Linked DNA regions of Sus scrofa: region 2 is linked to region 1. The links are chromatin contacts, called in public Hi-C maps. All regions are on one chromosome and are shown on one strand. The core of a region is the stretch at or near the end of the contact, and the rest is flanking DNA. Distances in the headings are between cores, read along the strand shown. Region 1 holds the start of RRAS2 (ras-related protein R-Ras2). Region 2 overlaps RRAS2 (ras-related protein R-Ras2).

Region 1 (4,129 bases), core at 1,112-3,611:
TGCATTTATGTTACAGAAGTGTACATACAGCCACCGCTAATGGAGCACATACTACATACTAGATACAAGACTAAAGAAGTTCCCGCAATTTAAAGGATTATGAAGAATGTGTGATCAGACCCATTTCACTGAAAAGAAAATTAAGGTTCAATGTTCTCTAGCTGTAAGTACATGACTCATGCATACATGCCTCCTTTACTTCTTTTAGATCATCTAAGTACATGTCTAGTCATAAAAGAGGTGTTTCTTAAAACAAATGAATTCTAGAAAATCATTAGCAATGAAGTTATTTTCATGGTTTCTAATAATATTTCCAAAAACAAAAGGCTTCAATACCTTAATAATTAACTTGCAGGTTCAAATGCATTCAGATGGCCCCTCCCCCCAAAAAACTCAAGAAATATTTGTGGTTGAAGTCTTTTAGCTAACACTCTTTATTAATACTGGAACCCAGGATTATTCTCTCACTCCTCACCAACATCCCACACGTCCCCAAAGAAAGAGTTAGCTATAAATTGTTTTTGCTTTGCTATCAGCTATAAATTGTTTTGCTTTGCTATCAGTTAAAGTCTCTCTTGGCCCTAGGGGAAATAGCAACATGACGGCATCCCTGATTCTGTCAGCCTGCTAAACTAAAACCAATCTCACCTCTTAGTGTGATTTTCTTAACCCACTAATGAGCATACTGTAAATGTTCATTATACATAAACATCTCCTCTTCCGGGATACAAAGGTTTTAGCAGCAGTTTTTAATACCCTGAAATAGTATAGCAGCAATTATTGTTCATTTAGTCAATGTGAAAGGTTTTATGCTACATTTATGCTACAGTACTTTGTATTTTAATGTCAATATAAGCGAAACGAAATAAGCTATTCAGGTACCCCAACTGAAAACAATGGGTAAAACAAATATTTCATCAAACCATCTTAACAATACTCTTCATATATATTGAGAGTATCTTTGTTACCTGTTATAACGCAGTACTTTCATTCTCTCCCAGCACATGCCACACCTTTCAGGTTGACAAAAGCAGAAAGACATGTAGGTTTCTCTTTTTACCAGTCTCAAAAAGAGATCACGCAAACCTCCTACCAAGAGCAAAGCCTAAGAATCAAGAATTCCATCTCCCCTTCCTTTACAACCCTGGCTTTCCGCCTCCAACTACCAGAGAGGGTTGGGAGTGGAGGAGAGAACGATAGGAACAGACACGGAACACGCGACTCGGTCGGTCGGTCATCTCCTAGCCTGGCCCACCCTAAACTTCACCTTGGCACAGCGAGAAGCAGGAAGGCACCAGGAATTCCTAGGAAATGGTCTCAGCCCTATCGGAGAACATTCTTAACTTCCTCGAGGCCACCATTTCCCTGGGGCATTATTACACACTCCCACCCAGACACATTACCTAAGAGACTACTTAAAAGAAATGCACAAACACACAAAGAGAAAACACTCGGCTAGAAGCGGGCAGCCCCCGCTCAGCGTGCGCGGAGAAGCCCAAACACCACGCGGAGCCGCAGCCAAGTTGCCTCCGCGATCGCACCCACCGTGCAGGAGGCGGCCGGGGCGGCTGGAAACCCAGAGCGCGGGGCTCCAGCCCCACGCCCTAAGCCCGGCGCCCCGACTTCGGGGCAGGAAACCCGGTGCTACGGCGCTACCTCTCCCGAAGGGCTCGGGCCACGCCGGAGCGATAAGGTGGATCTGCGCTACCCTCCCAGCTCCGCCCTCCCGGACACATTCCTGAGAAGCCCGACTCCCCCGACGCCAAGCAGGGCGCCCAGCAGGCAGGAGCCGGGCGCCCAGACCGCAGTGCAGAAAGGCAGAGCCGGCCCCGCGCCCCCCTGCCCGCCCGCCCCCAGCCCGCTCGGCGCCTCCGGGCGGGGTCCCCGCTGCCGCCCCGCCACAGGTAGAGCAAGCCCCCGCCCGCCGCCGCCCCGGCGCCCCCGGCAGGCCCGTTCCAGGTACCTGGATGAACTGGATGGTGAGCGCCGACTTGCCCACGCCGCCTCCACCGACCACCACGAGCCGGTACTTCTCTTGGCCAGAGCCGTCCCGCCAGCCGGCCGCGGCCATGGGGACGCCGCCGAACCCAGCCCAGCCACGCCGAGCCGCCGCCCGCCCTAGGCCCGGCTCCGGGGACGTGTGCGGCCGGCGGGCTGCGGGCGAGCGGCCGGGCGAGGGTCCCCGGCGCCGGGAGCTTCAGGAGGGCCGGTCCGGGCGGCAGCGCGGCGCCCAGGCTGGCCAGGTCCGGCAGGAGGCGCGGAGAAGCGGGGTGACCGCAGGGGCGAGGGTCGCAGCGTCCGGGGGGCGCGCTCCTCCACACGTCTCTGCAGCGCCTGCCGAACGCAGCCTCCAGCGCCGCTACAAATGGCCGTCTGGGGGCCGGGCCGCCAGGCTGAGGTGCTGCATATGCATGAGGGGGCGGAGCGAGGCAGGGCTGCGCTGGCCTAGGCTGATATTCAGGAGCTGACCGAGGGCTCGGTCCCTGAAGACTTGTGTTTCCATTCCCTTGACTGTGAGTGGACGTGTGCACGCGTGTGCGTGCGTGAGTGAATGGGTGTGTGAGAACGAGTGTAAAAGTGGGCGTCAAGCGGGAGTGGGAAGAAAACAGTAAGCAGTGCGTAACCATAATTGTGTTTGTCAGGGATTGTGTGGATGAAAAATACAGTATGCAAAGGCGTGTGTGAAAAATGAAGCTGTTGTCATCTTAACTCAGTTTGTAGGAGGGCAAATATCCTGTTTTGAGAGTGCAGATGGTGACCATGACTGTATGTAAAACAGTATATGACAGTGATTGAAGATTAGAGCTGTCACAATAATTGTGTGTGTGATAGGCTTGTGGTGGTTACCCTGTATGAGGAATGTCACAGAGACAGAACCAAGTGATTGAGGGCACGTGGACAAGAGTATATGTGGCACATTTTGTATCTGACGGGAGGGTGTCTTATTGGCTATGTCTATATGTGAGAAATATGCAGTAATTTTATTCAAGGGGATGAGTGTGGGAGATTAGTTTATACATATTTTCACACTACATTGCAGGCACTGTGCTTAGCGCTACAAATCCTTTCATAAACAAAATAATGTCCCTGCCCTCAGGGAACTAAGAGTCCAGTGGGGAAACAGCCAGGACAACAGGCATATTGTCAGGCATAATGATAAGTGCTGTAACTAAAGGCACCATGTGGCTTCTATGCTCTTCTGGAGGAGAAGCACTCACTCTGGAGTTGGGTGGTCAGCAAAGGCTTCCTAAAAGACCTGAAGAACAAATAATGTAGACAGATGAATCACTGGAAGAAATGTATTCCAGGGGAAGCAAACCACATATGCAAAAGTCAGAGCTGTTCCCTTGTGATACAGCAGGTTAAGGCATTGTCACTGCAGTGGCTTGGGTTGCTGCTGTGGCTGAGGCTCATTCTCGGTCCCAGGAACATGCCACAAGTGCAGCTAAAAAAAAAAAAGTCAAAGCTGAAATGGTTAGACTTGTGTCACATGATTTTGATTGTGCTGGGGGAGTGTGCTTGTAGATGAAAAGTGTTTGCAAATGAAAAGTGATTACCTATGTGTATGGCAGTTTAACCAAATGTAACAAGGATCCCAGCTGTATACAGAGACATTATAAGGTAATAGATGAGACCGTGAGCTCTGGGGACAGAATGTCTGGGTTCAAATCCTAGCTCTTTCAATAATGGTGTGATGTTGGGAACTTACTGAACCTCTGCGTCTCAGTCTTCTCTAAAATAAAGACAGACTACCTTCCGTAAGGGGATTTTAGTATGAATCAAATGAGTTACAACATATAGAGCACATGAAACAGTGTCTGGCATGTAGTAAGCATTTAGGGCAGTTTTGGAACATGACTGCAAGTTCTTAGAAACAGCTTAGTGACTCTCTTGGAACGTAAAATGCAGCAGAAGAGATGCTGTACAACTTCCAAGACTAGGTCCAAAGAGGCCACACAGCTTCCACCTGTCCTCTTGGGATTCTCACTCTGGGAGAAACAACGTAAGAAGTTTGGCTACCCTGAGGCTGCCATGCTAAGGCCACATATAAACATACCAGTCAAAAGTCCAGCTGAGCTCCTAGCTGATGGCGGGCATCAACTGCCAGCCAAGTGAGACACCTTGGAGA
Region 2 (4,129 bases), core at 1,157-3,656, 49 kb before region 1:
ATTAATTTTAGAGACAAATTAATTGCTGAAATTTCTGGATATTTGGGTCCACATTTCACCTTTGTTGTGTCCTATTTTCGAAATATGAAGAAACCTTGCTACATGTAGATTTTAAAGAGCCATCCTGGGAGTTCCCATCGTGGCGCAGTGGTTAACGAATCTGACTAGGAACCATGAGGTTGCAGCTTCGATCCCTGACCTTGGTCAGTAGGTTAAGGATCCAGCATTGCCATGAGCTGTGGTGTAGCTCAAAGACGTGGCTCGGATCCCCGAGTTGCTATGGCTTGATGTAGGCCGGTGGCTACAGCTCCGATTAGACCTCTAGCCTGGGAACCTCCATATGCCGCGTGTGCAGCCCTAGAAGAGGCAAAAAGACAAAAAAAAAAAACAAAATAAAGAGCCATCCTGATGGAAAGCATCATCTTTCCTCACAAAAACCTTAACAAACATCACTCCAGGGCCTGTCACAGAGCCAAAGATCCCTTTCCCTCTCATAATTCTAATAAGCTACAGGTCATAATATGCCTTAAAAAAAAAAATTCATTGTGTGCAGGTAACAAAGATAAAACTGTCACCTCCTACCACAAAGAAATAACATTTTTGCTACTTAAACTCGGGTATCAGATACTAGAGGCAGCAGATCACCAACAAGATCAATCTCTGGTGACGAACAGTCCTGGATTTACTTCTAACTGCTCCTTTTTAGTGATGGACTTGAGGCAAATTACTTTAACTCTCTAACCTTCAGCACCTGTAAAACAGGACAGTAACAAAACCTCACGGAACAAATAAAATAAAGTAATGAATATAAAGTGCCAAGACATGTTGATGACTAATAAATGTTAACCATAATAACCAGTGTATTGTTTTTGCCATGCTGTTAGATGGTATGAACTAGCATTTTTATTCAAGTAAAAAGATTTGCTGGAGTTCCTGTCGTGGCTCAGCGGTTAACGAATCAGACTAGGAACCGGATCCCACGTTGCTGTGGCTCTGGCGTAGGCCGGTGGCTACAGTTCCGATTAGACCCCTAGCCTGGGAACCTCCATATGCCGAAGGTGCGGCCCTAGAAAAGACAAAAAGACCAAAAAAAAAAGATTTGCTAATGCCAGGAACACCTACTGTAATTCCAATCCTAGTCATACCACTGATCAACCTTGGACTTGGTATCCAAAATGTGAATCAGGATAAAAGTTCTTCATCAGGACCTGGAAATATCTTCTGGGTCTGAGCAGTAATAACACAGTATATACATATGTAAAAACTCATCAAGCTGTACATTTAAGATGTGTGCACTTCTTTGTACATATACAAATTATACCTCTCTCTATAAAACATGTAAATGGTTCCCAGTTGCTTAGCGGATGCATCCCTTTCTTTACATAGTTTGCAAAGCCCTCCAGTTTGGGCAGGGCCCTCCAGGGTGACTGTGTTCGCCATTCAGTGCTATTTTTCACTACCTGAAACCCTTCAGCTGATTGCTCATTCTCTTGGTTTCATTCTTTTGTTTAACAATCACTCATGAGGCATCAGAGGGACAAGGTCCCTACTTTTACAAAACCCATTGCTTTTTATACAACATCTAGTAATTGTGCTATAATTTGGGGCAAGGGAAATGGGGGGAATATTAATCATACCAAAGAACAGAGAGAGCATGAAATTCCAATACCATGCTTGTTCAGAACGCAACAAAATGTAAGCAGTTAATACTGCAGTCCTACATAGGAACTGTGTGTACTTTCACTTATAAACATAAAGCAAGGCGGGGTGGGGGAAAACAAGGACAGTATTCCACTGCGGAAGACAGCAGCAGCTCAAGGCAAGGGCAGGAAAGGACAGTGAACCAGAGTTCAGTCTAAGGAAAGTGGGAATGAGGGTTGGGGTGGAGAAAGTAATGTGCTTTCTTGAAGTCACAGGAAAGCATAATGGAAAAGGATCTCAGCCAGAAAGGGAATGCCCCCTTTCAAAAGCTGAGATGTCTTCCAGTTGGAAAGACAGGCAAAAGGACCTAAGTCCTTTTAAGGTTGTTGGGAGTTATGGAGAAATGTTTAAGATTAGGAAATCTCTCCCATGCAGATAGGGAGATCTATTTCCTTGATAAAATCTGGTCTGAGTAAAGCTGTCCAAAGTCCTTAATAACACAATAGTGATAGCTGGGAATGTCAGTCCCACATATACGCCACTAGGTTGCACAACAGGAGCTCCACCTGGCTTAAGAGAATTGCCATTTCCTTCTCTTCCCATTCAAAGAAGCTGCCTTAAGGAAGATAAGGAGGGGTCCAGGGAGGAAAGGGACTGAGCTGACGCAACTTCAACCTTTAGTGGGCAGGAATGACAAGGCACTGTCTCCGGACACCAAGCTGCTGGTGAAAGTGCAGTTCCCAAGCACTGCCACAAAGTGGTGCCTGGTCCACACTCTGGCAGGGTAATTTACTGGAGATTCTGGGAAACTCAGCAAACCCAGCTCACTGGTTAAAGTCCACTAGGCTTGCATATAAAAAGGACAGGAGGCTAGACCCAAGGTGCCCCTGGGGAGTTATAAACAAACGACAGGGCATTTCTGAGCACAGTGAGATTCTCATCAGGAGTCCTCTAAACACGTGAGGAGCAGAGAGAGGAGAGGAAAGGGAAAGAGCAGAAGGAAACATATTAAACGGTGTGGGAAACCTTGGTAACTACTGAATCTGGGTAATGTGATGAGTATATATTACACTAATCTACTTTTGTATATACATATAGAGAGAGAGACTTTTTAGGGCCACACCTGCAGCACGTCTAAGTTCCCAAGCTAAGGCTCGAAACAGAGCTACAGCCGCCAGCCTACATATACCACAGCAACGCAGGATCTGAGCCACATCTGCAACCTACACCACAGCTCACAGCCAGCACCAGATCCTTAGCCCACTGAAGGGGGCCAGGGATCAAACCCACATCCTCACGGATACCAGTTGGGTTCGTTACCGCTGAGCCACAACAGGAACTCCCAAAATTATTATTATTTTTTTAAATCTGGAGCCAGCACATTAAGTACTTCAGGAAGGGTCCGATTAAGGGAAGAGGATATGAGATCCTTTTGAATCCTGAGCTTTCTTCACCTCATTCCACTCAAGACCCACTAACACCCAGAAACCTTGCACATACATAGTTAGAGCCTCAAAATATCTGCTGTTGGGAAACCCAGAATTATGAAGCTTGTAATGGGGACTTAGGAATTGATTTCCCAGAGTACAATGAGGACCTGATTAGCCATCAGTGGCCTCTATTTGCTAAAACAGGAGCAGTGCGAATTCCTCTGGTAACACTAGAGAAAACTACAGCAACTTCAGGCAGCTGTGAGCCAGAGCCGGGCTCTTCCTGGTGTCACTTTTTAACAGCAGCTGTCAAGTCACAGAGAACCTTTGTTCCCTACAACACCCTCCCTTATTTTGATGTCAAATGTTTCCAATATGCTTGATATTCCTTCATTCAAGTACATATTTTTTCCTGACTGAAATTAGTACTTCATTTAATCTGACATGTTTAATTAGAGAGATCTCCATAATTTATCCTCCAGAATTCTAACAGAATAATGAAAGCAACCCTAAATCCAGTAATCCCTTTAGTTTCTTTTTAACAAAAGTTAGGTCTTCAGTCAATGTTGCTAATTGTCTCAGACTGTCTAAAGCCACCATGTGCCTTTCACATGACTTCTGTGCAATCTCAGTGATGACATACACACCTCAAGCAAAGTATCTGGTTGCAAATCAATGGGCCTGGTATGCAATAAGAAAAAGTATGATACAAAGTCAACTTACAATACGGTTCTATTAAAAAAGTTTGTTTCTAAGTTAGTTATTAGATGCTCATTTCCCCAGGGAATTCTAATCTGTGTTTAGGTCCAGAGACCAGGGCACAAAAGCTACCACTGAAATATGCTCCTGAGCCATTACTGACACTGAGTTCTAACCTCCTAAGCAGAGTCATCTGGCCCAAGAAGAATGAGAAGAGAATTTTGTTTCCCTTCCCAGAATAGAGAGCCAGCCCAAAGCTACACTTATAAAGAGGGGAAAAGCCTGTCTTGGGGCACCCCTTGCACCGCAGCCTCCTCTTTTACCCCAACCCCCTACTACCACTACACTCATACCCTAGC

The links. Hi-C and Micro-C count contacts between places; a contact is called where the count stands out from the background.
Region 2: a contact with region 1 is called in a Hi-C map of embryonic fibroblasts, with 2.2 times the contacts expected there. The contact joins the enhancer-like site here to the promoter of RRAS2 in region 1. A contact is called at or near these places in 1 of 5 promoter capture datasets (liver), 8 of 47 Hi-C or Micro-C datasets (blood, embryonic fibroblasts, epiblast stem cells and 3 more) and 1 of 2 datasets of contacts at active chromatin or transcription factors (skeletal muscle).

What each region holds. Positions count from the first base shown.
Region 1 is chr2:44,888,361-44,892,489 of Sscrofa11.1, reverse strand. It overlaps RRAS2 (ras-related protein R-Ras2), which reads right to left and starts at 2,361. Exons shown (of 6, transcript XM_021083303.1): 1 at 1,964-2,361. The coding sequence starts at 2,071.
Region 2 is chr2:44,937,313-44,941,441 of Sscrofa11.1, reverse strand. All of the region lies in intron 1 of RRAS2 (ras-related protein R-Ras2), which reads right to left. Among named protein-coding and RNA genes, the nearest start is that of RRAS2, 49 kb to the right of the region's middle. Within about 2 kb of position 2,406, at least 26 of the 83 cell types and tissues checked have an H3K27ac peak or open chromatin away from gene starts, as enhancers often do. A contact at or near this core is called in embryonic fibroblasts, fetal skeletal muscle, liver and 1 more, where this site is marked.